Linked DNA regions of Drosophila melanogaster: region 1 is linked to region 2. The links are chromatin contacts, called in public Hi-C maps. All regions are on one chromosome and are shown on one strand. The core of a region is the stretch at or near the end of the contact, and the rest is flanking DNA. Distances in the headings are between cores, read along the strand shown.

Region 1 (6,460 bases), core at 324-2,823, 1.2 Mb after region 2:
GGCGAAATTGCCAATTACTGGCACCATTCTAATGCTGTCCTTTGTTTCATCCTTCTTGTGCATCCAACGCAGGTCGATGGCAAAACAATTAAAGCGCAAATCTGGGATACGGCCGGCCAGGAGCGTTATCGCGCCATCACCTCTGCCTACTACCGCGGTGCCGTGGGGGCCCTGCTCGTCTATGACATTGCCAAGCATCTGACCTACGAGAACGTGGAGCGGTGGCTGCGGGAATTGCGCGACCATGCCGACCAGAACATCGTCATCATGCTGGTGGGCAACAAGTCCGACTTGCGGCACTTGCGCTCCGTGCCCACGGACGAGGCGAAGCTGTTTGCCGAGCGCAACGGCTTGAGTTTCATAGAAACCTCGGCCCTCGACTCAACGAACGTTGAAACGGCATTCCAGAACATACTCACAGGTGGGTCGTTCAGGATATTTTAGCTAGTCTGCTTTCAAATTATCGATCGTTTAAGAATATTTAAATACTGTAGATTAAACGCTTCATTGAAAGTCAATAGATTAATGATAACGAAGCACGACTAATGATGTCTCGTAATCCCGTTTCAGAGATCTATCGCATTGTGTCGCAGAAACAGATCAGAGATCCGCCGGAAGGCGACGTCATCCGCCCGTCGAACGTGGAGCCCATCGACGTAAAGCCGACTGTCACCGCCGATGTGCGCAAACAGTGCTGTCAGTGACCGCCCCAAGCAATTTTCGCTATTCCCCGCAACCGCCAGAACAGCAACATAAACAGAAGCAACAGCAATTACAACTACGACTACAAGAGGAGCAGCAGCGGCCAGAACTGCAACACCAAGATCAGGAGCAGCGTACACCCGATGGACCGCACAAGATGTCTATGCGTTTGTCAGCCACAGTTTGTCATGTGCGCATAAATTGATAATTCAAATCTGAGCCGCCACTCTCCACCACCAACACCACCACCATCATCAGAAGCAGCAGCAGCAGCAAAAGAATCGAAAGCAACAACATCCGGCTGTAGTTAACTGCGGTTTAAACTGAAGTTTTATATATATACAGATCCATGAGTATCGCATAAATCGACCGCCGCGGAAAGAAAGCAAGCAAAACTAAACACTCCAAATTCAGTTTAAGCTGTAGAACTATAATTTATATAAATATACATATATGCTAATATTAAAATATTAATATTATTAATTTTTCGCAACATAAATATATAGTTGTAATTTCGCGAGCAGAACAACAACAAACAACCGGAAATTCTTCGACTTAAACGCAAATTCATTACCACAGCACTGCAGCTCGGATTTTCTTCTTCGGTTTCTCGCAACATTTTAAACGATTGGCCACTTGGTAAAACTAGCTGATAAAGAGAAATCAAACAAAAACAGTTGTAAAACTTTAAATGCATAAATGAAACGAAATAACATCATTTGTGTTTGCTATGTTAAGTGTGATTAAATAAATATAATTTAAATAAAACAGAAGTGCTTTCAATTGGGCGGAAAATCGAAATTTAAAATGGGATTAGAGTGACCAAAGGCAGACGTCGGAGTGGGTGTTTGGTATTTTCCGCGCGAGCAGCCACACTGATCCATACACGTGCGGGAGAAAAGTGAACAAAAACATTGAAACATGGGCGGTAAGAAGAAAGTGCATCCGAAGACGCGCACGGCGGCCTTCAAGGCCAGCGAGCCGAGCGAGATCGTGGAGGCGCCGCACTCCTTCGTCATCCATCGCGGCCTCGCCTGTCCGTACATCACGGACCTCACCCTGGACTTCCGCCGCATTATGGAGCCCTTTACGGCCAGCAATCTGCGCGAGAAGCGGATGAACCGCATCAAGGACTTTGTCAGCCTGAGCAGCTTCTTCCACGTCTCGCACATGGGCATCTTCAACAAGGCCTCCACGCAGCTGTCCTTCAAAGTGGTCCGCTTGCCGCGCGGTCCTTCCCTGACTTTCAAGGTTTGTTTGTTTCATCGCTTAGTTTATACTGGATATTTTACCGCGAAGTTATTCTCTGTCAGGTTCACCAGTTCACCCTGGCCAGAGATGTGATCTCGCTAAGCAAAAAGCAGATGATTGACAACGATCACTTCAAGCACGCTCCGCTCGTCATCATGAACAACTTCAGTGGCGATGGCAAGCACCTTAAGCTGATGGCCACCACGTTCCAAAACATGTTCCCCTCAATTAACTTGGCCACGGTTAATATCGGCACCATTCGTCGCTGCGTCCTGTTCTCCTACAATCCGGACACGAAGCTGGTCGAGATGCGGCACTACTCCGTGCAGGTGGTGCCGGTTGGCTTAAAGCGGGCGGTCCAGAAAATCGTCAAAGGAACGGTACCCAATCTGGGCAAGTGCAACGAAGTCGTGGACTTTGTGACCAAGTAGGAAATGACCGTTTGTTCTCATTCCATCAAATAATCATAATATTGATTTTCAGGGACGGCTATGCCTCCGAATCAGAGGCCGAAGATGATGAGCAATCACATGTGGTGCTGGCACAGACTCTTAAAAGCAAGGGCAACTTGGAGGACAAAAAGAGCTCCATAAAGCTACACGAGATCGGACCTCGACTAACCATGCAGCTCATCAAAATAGAAGAGGGCCTTCTGACGGGCGAAGTACTGTATCACGACCATGTGGTCAAGACAGAGGACGAAAAGGAAACCCTGCGCAAGCTGGTCGAAAAGAAGCGAAAGCAGAAGGAGCAGCGCAAGAAGGAGCAGGCAGAGAACCGTGCCCGCAACTTGAAGCTTAAGAAGGATGAAAAATGGGCTGCCAAGAGGGCGGCAGAGGGACGGACTGACAGCGATCCCGAGGATGATGCAGAGTACTACAAGGAGGAAGTCGGCGAGGAACCAGACGAAGGTGAGTTGTGCTACATGCTGCGTAGAATATAAACTAATGTTTCCTTTGCAGAACTGTTCAAAATGGAAGCGAAGTCCTCCCGAAAGCGGCCTAGTTTGGGCGGCGGAATGAAATACAAGAACAAGCGCGCTAAACTGGATACCAAGGACAAGAATGACAAATCTGAGCGCACGGACAAGTACGATCGTAAGGACAAGTTCGATCGCAAGGACAAGAAGGACAAATTCGACCCCAAGAACAGGAGAGCCAAGTTCGATCCCAAAAACAAGCGCGCCAAGTTTGACCACAGAAAGAGTAGAAAATCAAAGTAGTACATTTAACATAAGCTATTTTATAAAGACCATTGGTTAACACGACATCGCAATGTTATCAATGGGAACTAACTAAACATACGTTGCACCACCTCCTTGTAATGGGCCTTGCTATCCTTCCAGCTAACAGCGATGTTGTCGCGCAGCTTGCTGAACTCTCGCTTCTCCTCGTAGTTGGGCATTCGCTCGATGGTGGCTTGCGCCTTGGCGAACTCCTTCAGGTGATAGTAGGCGAGTGCACGCCGGTAGATGCTCTTCTCGCTGGGACTCTCCTCCGTCTCCACAAACTGCGTGTGGTAGATTACATGCTCATAGCGTTTCTCCTGCAGCAAACAGGCGGCCAGGTTGGTCTGTATCTGAATAAAGAGCTCCTCCACCGCCTGGCCGTTGATGCCATTGGTCTTTTTGGTCAGTTTATCGAAGGGTTTGTAGGTGATCAGCAACTTTGCGGCACGCACAAAGTAATCAAAGGCGAATTTCGGGAACGTCTTAAAGGTGGCCACGCCGCTTTCCTTGAGACGTAGTGCCACCTCATAGATCTCTGCAGCGCTTAGCTTCTCCACCTGAGTGTTCTTCACAATTTTCTCCAGCTTCAGTTCAAATTCTATTCGTTCGCCGGTTTTGGTCGTGATGCTACAGGCTGCCGTTTCACCCGGCACAAATTGCTGCAGCAGCAGCTCCAAGTAGCAGTCCACTGCGGTCAGGCTGGTGCCCATTTCCAGGCTGTGCTTTTGAGGATACGTAGCGGACTCATCGCTGACCAAATATTTGCTAGGTCGTCCTCCCAAGTTGGTGGCTTTCTTGTTGACACTGAATTCCACCGTACTGATTATCGTGGGCTTGTCCATTTCGGTGAATTGGAGGCCAATTACCTTCTTGGCCAGACCACGGTTCTTGTCCTCCCACTCTGTGCCCACGTACCAGTCCATTTTGGAATATTTGCAAATTGGGAGCTTCGAAATTTAGCAGTAAGCAAAGTTTGCGATTTGGCGATGTGACCAGAAAACCGTCAAAAATGTACCTATCGCGAATTTCACAAAAAATACTTTGTTCTCACTAGTTCATAAATGTAATGCATGGACTACGCATCTATTTGCAAAACAAGTGAGTTAGTCGACTATCAGATACCTTGTACGCAGCTGGTGGGAGTGCGAAGGAGAAATTGGGCAACAATATGAAAATTTTCAGAGCTTAGGAAATACAATAATATGCGGTTATATAATATTATAAAACCGCCCAATTCAATTCTAGTGGTTTTAATCTTTCTATTCCAAAACAAAAATGTTAGCATGCATTTATTGTAACTCATGGCTCTTTAGTAAAACTTTTTATTACCCATTTCCGCTTCACTAAATTTAATCAATTGGGTGAGTCCATTTAAGATAAACAATTTTCTAGCATTTATACACAATTTATTATTATTTCTAGTTATGTTACATATACTAAGCCCATTCGCGCACTAGCAGTTGCTCGGCCATCGTTTAACATGCTGCCCTCTTTCCACTAACAGTTTTACATAATCCGGAGTATGTGTTCATATTTTTGTTAACACTTTTGTTAAAGTAAAACGTTATGTACATACATTAGTTAACGCGGAAGCGGCGTGATCGTGATCCAGATCAAGTATAGCATTGGAACTTAACTTACAAATAGCAATACACATAGTAAAATATCCATTGATCACAATCAACGAACGGCATACATACATATAATTATATTGTTGAAATTGCCTGGGAATTTGCTATTTTCTACATACATCGGTATATCTAAAACCTATAGTTAGCATAGATCAATCAATCAAAGAATCGGTTATATATTGCAGTACAATGGATCCATTTTCAATTCATCTTCGCTCGAAAGATGTGCAACTTCCAGTTGCAGACACTGCTGCGTGTCCTTCTTTACACAATTAACTTTTCAATTAAAATATTTGTATTTCGGTTAACTTAGATTACAATTGCCAATAAGATACTAGGCTTAGATTTACTTTACAATTAACACAAACATTAGGCAAAAGGCGTGTAAAATAGGTTACAAATGTGCAAAACGGCAACGCGCTCTGCCAATTTCAATGATGCAACTCTAACTAACATTTATGCTAAAGACTGATTCTTCTGGCCGCGCTGAAGATTCCTGCTGCGATTCTTGAGGCGGCAGCTGCCTAAACGCGATACTTGTGTATTTGAGCTAAAGAAACACTTAAAATAACGCCCAATCGATCGATCCACTGATCCGAAGGGCGATTCAAAGACTGACCCTCGATTAGTATTACAGCGCCTACATAAACTTATATATAATTTTACTTTTTCTGTCCTTCCGTTTTTGCATCTTTCATTTTTGTTTCATTCGTACACGACAAACCTAACAGCCAGTTTTGCGAAATATCTGCATAAATGGTATACTCCTGCATTTATTGTTTGTTTGCTTTTATAACTTCATTTAATTCATATTATGTGGTTGTGTTTCGTGTGTGTGTGTGTGTGTGGATGTAGTGTGTAAAATAGACGCTTAGAGATCGCTGTATCTTGGGTTCAACATCGTTTTTTGTTTAAACAAGTCTGCTGTGTGTATGTATATGCTGCTGGTTAACGACCATTCACTCATTATTCATCATAATCATTAATATTCTCAACATCTATATCGAAATCCAGGTCATCCGATTCGGGATCCGAACCGGAACCGGTGACGGATCCCGAACCACCAGCATCCCGGTGCCTAACATATCCCCCCATAAACGCGCCAGCATCGTTTCTAGAATCCTCCTCCTCAAAATCATCCTCGTCGTCCTCGTCCGCATCGTCGTCCTCCTCTCCTTCGCTCGAGGATTGTAGATGTAACTCGCGCAGCTGCCGTTGCACAAAATGTTAATGTTCCATCAAGGCCGCTATAGCAACAAGCACAATGGAAATTGAGAAAACAAAACGAAATCGTTATGCATAATTCAAGAGATCAATGGGGTGAAAGTTGGCTTCTCTTACGTGACGGTGTGCGTCCGGTCTTGTTCTCATTGGGTGTGAAATTTAGAAAGTCCCAAATCAAAATTGTATCATCATGCGAGCTGCTAACAATCTGGAACTCATCGAATTGCAAACGAAATACGCGACCAGTATGTTCCTAAAAGGGTTCACCATCGAGATTAGACAAATGCTACTACGGACTGGCCGAATGACTCACCACAAGGGTATTCAGACAGAGAGTATTGGAGGCTGCTCTTGGATCCAGGGCGGCGACCAAATCCCAAACCTTGATCTTGCCATCGTAGGCACCGCTAACGATTCGTTTCGT
Region 2 (6,686 bases), core at 2,905-5,404:
AACACATTGATTGTTGCTATCAGTAAAGTGCATATTTAATGATTGGAAAATGCGCACTCGGATTTTGATACTGAGAAGAGATAGCACTTGATGTATTGTAAAATAAACGTAATTTTATATTGTACTTTCTGTTTCCTATTTCAGCATAACGCATTCATCCTCGGTGGACATTGACGAGCTGCCCAGCAACCAGTTTATGCTTGAACGGCGAAATTCCCATGGATTTTTGCTCTCGCCAGAGATTGAACCTTCCACGCCGTCCTTGCGTACGAGCATTAGTGAGACGAGCGAGACTGACGGTTTTTACAGGCTTAAAAAGGATTCGCAGAGGCGGACAACGCTTTCCAAGGTGCTGGCACTAGACGAATCCAAGATCTGCGATATTTGGCTGAAGAAGGTCGACGCTGATCAGAACTCGATTGCGATTAGGAAAAGCGATTTGGAGGTTCTAATCCGAGGACTGCGGGACTACATTATGAACGAAAACGAAAAGCATTTGGAAGCGACTATCAACGAACTGAAACAAAAGCTGAACAACGACGCAGTTGCTCTGGACCATCTTCATTTGGCGCTGTACTCCTTTCAGGACGCCGTGGTCTGCGTACTGCGGTACCATTGCATCAAACCCCATTGGATGTTCGCATTGGATAATCTGGTTAAGCGGGCCGTCCAGGCGGCGGTCACTATTTTCTCTCCTGAACTGGGCGCCAATCTGGCGGACAAAGACCTGTCTGGAAATGATGATGAGAGCTTGCGTACAAGTCTAATGCAGAAGGGTTCCACCGAGAGCCAGGAAAAGCAGAGCCTGGAAAAAGTTCTTCCCACGAGCAACACTCGCGAAGGTGTGGGATTAACGCCTGCGGAATCGGGCGGGGATGCTCTGTCCAGTTCGATGGAGTGCGCGCGCATCCTGAGAGACATCCGTGACAATCAGCAGAAGCTGCAACGCCAGCTCCTTGAGCAGCAGCGGCAGAGCATGAGGGCCCTGCATAATATCAGTCAGGAGCTGGCTCACATTTACATGGGCGGCAGAAAGAGATTAAGGTTGGTAAACCAAGTAGGACATTGTAAATTTTATTATAATTCACAATTTCATCTTAACAGACGCACAATAAACGGCTTTAACAAAAAGTGCCATAGAATGAGTACCAGTGTGGGCGGAACGTCCGGAGTCCGTCCGAATATAGCGGGCAATCCCCGGAGGCAGCTAAACAAGCATCACTTTGGTCTTCACGAAGTAGACGAGCAGTTGGAGCAGTGGTTGACCCAGCAGGAAATAGACGAGTTCTCAAAGACGCTCATCCTGAATGAAGGTTTTACATTTGACGACTTTATCTATAACATGGAAAAGCTGGACCTCATGAGGCTGGGTCTGCGGTGCGTTAAAGCTTATAAGAAAAGTACACTTAATCCATGCTCAACTAACTTTTGGTATTTTGCAGCGTTGGCATCGAAGTGCGTTTGTGGAAACTCATTATACAAGAACGTGTGTGCACCTCGTCCGATTGTGTGGACAGTCCACCAAGCACTTACCACAAACCCATTGGAGGCAATAGCTCTTTTGCGCTTATTGACAACAACAATACGCTACCATCACCCACAACCACAACTCCCGGAACGCCGGGCATCAAAACGAAAATCAAGAAAAGCGAAAGCGAGTACGATTCGTGCAGCGAGTGACTGGAGTTGAAAGCTTTCTGAGTTGTGCCTTTACAGATACTACTGATTAATTGTTAATGTTCTCCATGTGCTACTAACCGCTGCGAGGCTCAGCTCAATGAGTCTCCAGCAGCCCTGGGTTAAGTTCTCCCATGCTGACTCATGTCTTTTCAACTTTGAGTTCGAAAAGGCGTTGTCTGTGTGTCCAGTTTTAACGATTGCATGTTAACTTATAAAAATGGAATTTACATAAGTGCCTTTAATTTAAAAAAAAAAGAAAACAAAAACTGAAATAGATAATATATTGTGAAGTGCTTTGCAAAAAAGGGGTATTTCTTGTTAACTGGAAAGGATTTATAGCTTCTGAAGAAGACTATTATACATATAAGAATGAATAAACTCAAATTTGTTGTGGTTCTCCAAACTTTAAAGGCGAAAGATAACCGAAAGTTGATATCCGAACTTTTGTAGGTTCGTCATTAGGGTTTTTCCACGCTAAAAGCTGCTTTTGTTAGATATACTATGTTTTGAAAAGGCTCATTTTAATTTATAACTTTTCTAGTTCGTTTGCATTTATTTTTTTTGTTGAGTTTTTTTTTGTCCTTAACTGACATTGCAGGAAATTTAATAACTGAGTTTACATTGCTTTTTGTTATGTAAGAAAGTTGCATAATTTTTTCATTATTGTTGAAGTTTTTGATGTTATTCGAAAGCGTTTCGTTCTGTTGCTGCAGTTGTTCTTGCTGTTGTTTTTGTTGCTGTTGTTGTTGCTGTTGTAAGTAGTTAGATGTTCTTGTTGTTGTTGTTGCTGTTCTGGTTGTTGCGCCAAAGAATTTATGCCTTGGACTCGGCCTCGCTGGCGGTGGCCTGCGATTGGGCATCGCTCGATTTGCCATCGTCGACCTTGCCAAAGACGCAGCAAGGACACTTCTCCTTGAGGGCCAGGCGATATTTCGGATGGCTATACGGAATGAAAATAAAAAATTGGTTAAATATTAAGGTATATACGTTTCATAGCCCATAACCAACCTGATGCCGTATACAATTGGATTGTAGCAGGCGGCCGATTTGGCGAAGCAAGCTCCCCAAATGGTATTCAGTGGTGTAAGGCCCTCGAACTTGAACAGTCCCATGCAGTTGATGACCAGGTATGGTGTCCACGCCATGAACCACAGCGTGATGGTGACCAGAGCCACCTTGGCCAGCTTGCCCTCGGCGCTCTTCTCGGCATCCTCAGAGGAGCGGAGGGACTTGACATTCATCTTCTTGGCCTGCTCGCGCATGGCCTTCTCGTGGGCGGAGACAGCCTGTGGGAGGATATATCGGGTTAAGCGACTGGGATATGCGAGTCTCGTCGCCACTTACAGCAATGATGAACCAGTAAGAGTAGCAGATCAGGAACAGCGGAATATAGTACACGAAGATGGAGTAGAAGATCAGGTATGAGCGTGGGTTCCAGTCGCGTTCCAAGTAGTCAATACCGCACGAGGTCAGGTTACCCTCCGGCACATACCTTTTAGATTAAGAATATATATTTATAGGATAATGTTAGGTGGTAATAATATTAATACAATTGTAATTTGTAAACCTTTTGTTTGTAATTTAAGTTTTTAAACATTTGTATATAGTAGCTTTGATCATTTTTTAAAAAATGGGTTCCCAGAAGGTTTACCATTTCAAGGACTCACCTGCTCCAGCCGAAGGCGGGCGCCAGGCACCAAATGCTCGACATGAACCAGATGTAGGCAATCTTGCCCAGGGCCAGCGGAATGGTCATCGGCCGGCCGGCCATGCCCTTGACGATCACTTGGTAGCGATCCAGGGAGATCATGCACATGGACCAGATGGAGCTGCAGCCAAAGGCCGAGCCCAGTCCGGCGTATATGTCGCACATCATGGGTCCGAGCACCCAGGTCTCGAAATACAGATTTATGCCCATCATGGGCGTGTTTGTGATCATGATGCCAAAGTCGGAGATGGCCAGGTTGATGACCAGCAGGTTAGCGGGCGTGCGCAGTGATTTGGTGGTGGCGAATATGTAGATCACCACGCCATTTCCGCACCAGGAAATCATGCCGATCATGATCATGTAGGCGGTCAGGATCTTGGCCCAAATGGGGTCCATGGCGGGGAACTGGTTCCAGTACGGGCTGATCAGGTGGGCCATGTCGGGCGTGACCTTGTCCACCACCGATCCATTGGACAGGGGGGCAAAGTGTGGCCCCAGTTGCGCGGCTGCTACTGCAAAGCTGCAACACCGAAGCAAATGTTAAATTGCTAACCAGAACATCCAGTGGATCCACCGATCGTACCTCTCCATTGTGTTTTGGTTACTGGCTGCGTCACTATATCCCGCCTATATCACACTGTCTACATAAAAAGCTGCAAATTCACTAACAATATTTCTAACACTTTTTACATAAAGGGTTCCTGGATTCTGAATATTTCACTGGGGCGGACTAGTCGCGGCGATTGGTCGTTGGAAACCTGCAATGTCTGCATTCTGCCGCATGGCTTTTATAGTTTTCGCGGTGCTCGTGTAACCCCTGCTCTTGAAATTCAATTAGGCCAGCCTAAAAATATGTCTGCAATGTGCAGAGGAAAGTGTCGACAGCTTTTGGCTTATAATCATAATATCCATAACGAAAGCAAGCGCACATCGCAATGGGCCAATGTCAATAGTTAAAGGCATTTCAAGGGTTTCCACTGGGGGTTCTGGCCGAGTATTATTCTTGAGTCTCCAGATTGTGCAGAAAGCAATGGCGAAAGTCAGCGATTTAATGTGTCAATGCCTAGACAAATTTGAAGAATATTATGAAAACATATCGTAGCAGAAGAAATATCAGTATCGTTCGCCTGCGACACCAGTGCGTATGCGCAATCAAGTATACGCAGTGTGTGCGCCGATGAACGCACATCTTGAGGGCTCTGCTAATCTTGGATTATCTTAAAAAGAATGCCAGCTTTTGGAAGTAGTAAAATAATCTATTTAAATTAAGAATATGAACACCCCAGACGCTAAGCCGCTTATGGATTTTTTGTGCTGATTGATCTTTTCGCACCTCCATTGAATTTTCCGAACATGTTTTGTTTCTTTTCTTTTTGGTGTGGGCAGCTTGGATTTTATTTTGTCAGTCCAGCTTTGGCATAAAAGCCTTTTGTTCGCCTTTGTGCGATGGCTCAACACATCAGCTTGAATTGGGTCAAGTTTTAGGCTAATCCAAATGGCCAAATGGGATGCCACGCTTTGCGCCCAACCCAAATATGGAACTAAACCGAAATAACTGTCAGCTGGTGTGACAGTCGACACATGTCGGCAGATCTTTCGGTTTAAATCAATTACACACCGCAAAACAATACAAAAAAAGCGCAGGTAATAAATATTCATATAAAGTTAGCCAGCGCAAAAAACTAACAAAAATACCGAGGCGCAAAACCGGAAGCTGCGCTCATATCGCCATTATCATTACCATCAATTTGATCATCATGATCATTATATTGGCGTCATCGTTAGCCGCACTTGCGGTTCCCATACTTACGTATTTACCTACAGTTCTGTGTATGCATATATACAAATAATCTGGGTATAAACCATGAATCGCATTTCAATTTATTCGGCATTTTCGGGTTTCGCTAAACAACAAAAGTCCCCCGCCCACCTGCTAGATGGCCCAAACATAAAAGCCAAGTAACGAAATGGGTATAGCAACAACAGAGACATATGGACAAGCCAACTTGCAACAAACATTGCGATGTGAAGTGGAAGAAGGCCGCCGAAGGCGGGGAAGAAGACGATCATTTAGCATTAGCAAATAAGCGAGATAAACGCTGCGATCCGTAGACGTTGTTATTGTTGGGGAATTTGTTGTTTTCCTGCTCAATGAGGCGGGCAAATTTGAAACTAGAGAGGCAGAACCAAACTTACCCGGCACTTTGAATGCCCTTCTCTGTAATATTTAATACGACAATAATACATTTATGTTGATCGTGTATTGATAACGATAAAGATTTGAGTTCGGGGTGTATGTACCTGAAAGTATGCTCTGTATATTTCACGAATTTAATAAGTAAGTAAAGTATAAGTAAGTATAATATAATATGCTTATAATATAATATTATTATTATATTCAAATAATAGCGTTTTATTATAATACCTGGTATTTACGTGACATGTCCAAACTTCTCAAACGAACCGTGACACCCTGGCTCCAGGGCACAGTGTATAATTAACAAACACCTATGATTTGATTTTTGTATTTTTATGTTCGACAATGGATTCGCGCTCGCCAGTGTGAGTGACGCGTGTGTGAGTGTGCGTGTGAGTGGGTAAACGGCGGCAAGTGTTCTGCCGACGTCGCTGCCGCTGCGCCGTCGTGTGGGGGTAGGTGAGAGCGCAGAGAGAGAGAGCGAGAGGATGATGGAGCGGCTGCTCAAAGAACGCCAAAGTAATGGATCTTTTCGGGCGCCGCTCTCCTACTCTCTCACTGCTGCTGAGCTGTACTTTTAGCTCTTTTATAGCTTTTAATTAAAACTGAATGTAATATAACAATTATAGACATTGTTCGTTATATTTTTTTGTTTATTTAATTATTTTTTAGAATAGTAAAATTTTACTAATTACTTAAAAAATTTTTAAAATAGCTTTCTCTATGATATAAATATCTCTTCCAACAAAAAAACCATTGGTGTATATATTATATAATGCCTTTTTCCCAAGCAAATTATATTCCACATATAACGTTAAATTAAGGGAAAATTGTATTTTTACACCCAAAACCTTGAACCCTGCGGTCCAGTATTGCCGCTCCCTTCGAAATGAGCTTAATCCGATCTGGCGGATTTCCCAGCCGATTAGTCAGCGTCTTTTTCCGTCGATCGGCTCAGCTCTGATTCGATCGCAGGTCGCTCGTGTGTGGGAGCGCTCGTTCTTGGGGGCTGCTGGTGTCATTAGCGTAGTTGCAGCGGCAGTAGGAGCAGCAGCAGCCGCAGCAGCAGCAACAGCTGAGATCACCGCGTAGCACTCTCGC

What was found. Hi-C and Micro-C count contacts between places; a contact is called where the count stands out from the background.
Region 1: a Hi-C map of the Kc167 cell line shows a contact between it and region 2, with 2.2 times the contacts expected there. The contact joins the promoter of ppan here to the promoter of ninaE in region 2. A contact is called at or near these places in 5 of 107 Hi-C or Micro-C datasets (the Kc167 cell line, the S2 cell line, embryo and 1 more).

What each region holds. Positions count from the first base shown.
Region 1 is chr3R:21,114,681-21,121,140 of dm6, forward strand. ppan (peter pan) reads left to right here and starts at 1,574. Exons shown (of 4, transcript NM_057631.6): 1 at 1,574-1,953; 2 at 2,016-2,380; 3 at 2,437-2,864; 4 at 2,916-3,219. The coding sequence starts at 1,624. The coding sequence ends at 3,175. It overlaps Rab11 (Rab11,), which reads left to right. Exons shown (of 4, transcript NM_134310.3): 3 at 73-421; 4 at 571-1,466. The coding sequence ends at 704. It overlaps Bdbt (Bride of doubletime), which reads right to left and starts at 4,176. Exons shown (of 1, transcript NM_142686.3): 1 at 3,177-4,176. The coding sequence starts at 4,104. The coding sequence ends at 3,244. slmb (supernumerary limbs) reads right to left here. Exons shown (of 8, transcript NM_079706.3): 6 at 6,350-6,460; 7 at 6,154-6,289; 8 at 4,572-6,059. The coding sequence ends at 6,040.
Region 2 is chr3R:19,884,052-19,890,737 of dm6, forward strand. ninaE (neither inactivation nor afterpotential E) reads right to left here and starts at 4,155. Exons shown (of 5, transcript NM_079683.3): 1 at 3,972-4,155; 2 at 3,348-3,908; 3 at 3,025-3,172; 4 at 2,689-2,966; 5 at 2,204-2,620. The coding sequence starts at 3,979. The coding sequence ends at 2,494. It overlaps Ask1 (Apoptotic signal-regulating kinase 1), which reads left to right. Exons shown (of 9, transcript NM_206518.2): 7 at 145-1,044; 8 at 1,105-1,377; 9 at 1,443-1,979. The coding sequence ends at 1,680. CG4733 reads left to right here and starts at 6,638. Exons shown (of 9, transcript NM_001260269.2): 1 at 6,638-6,686.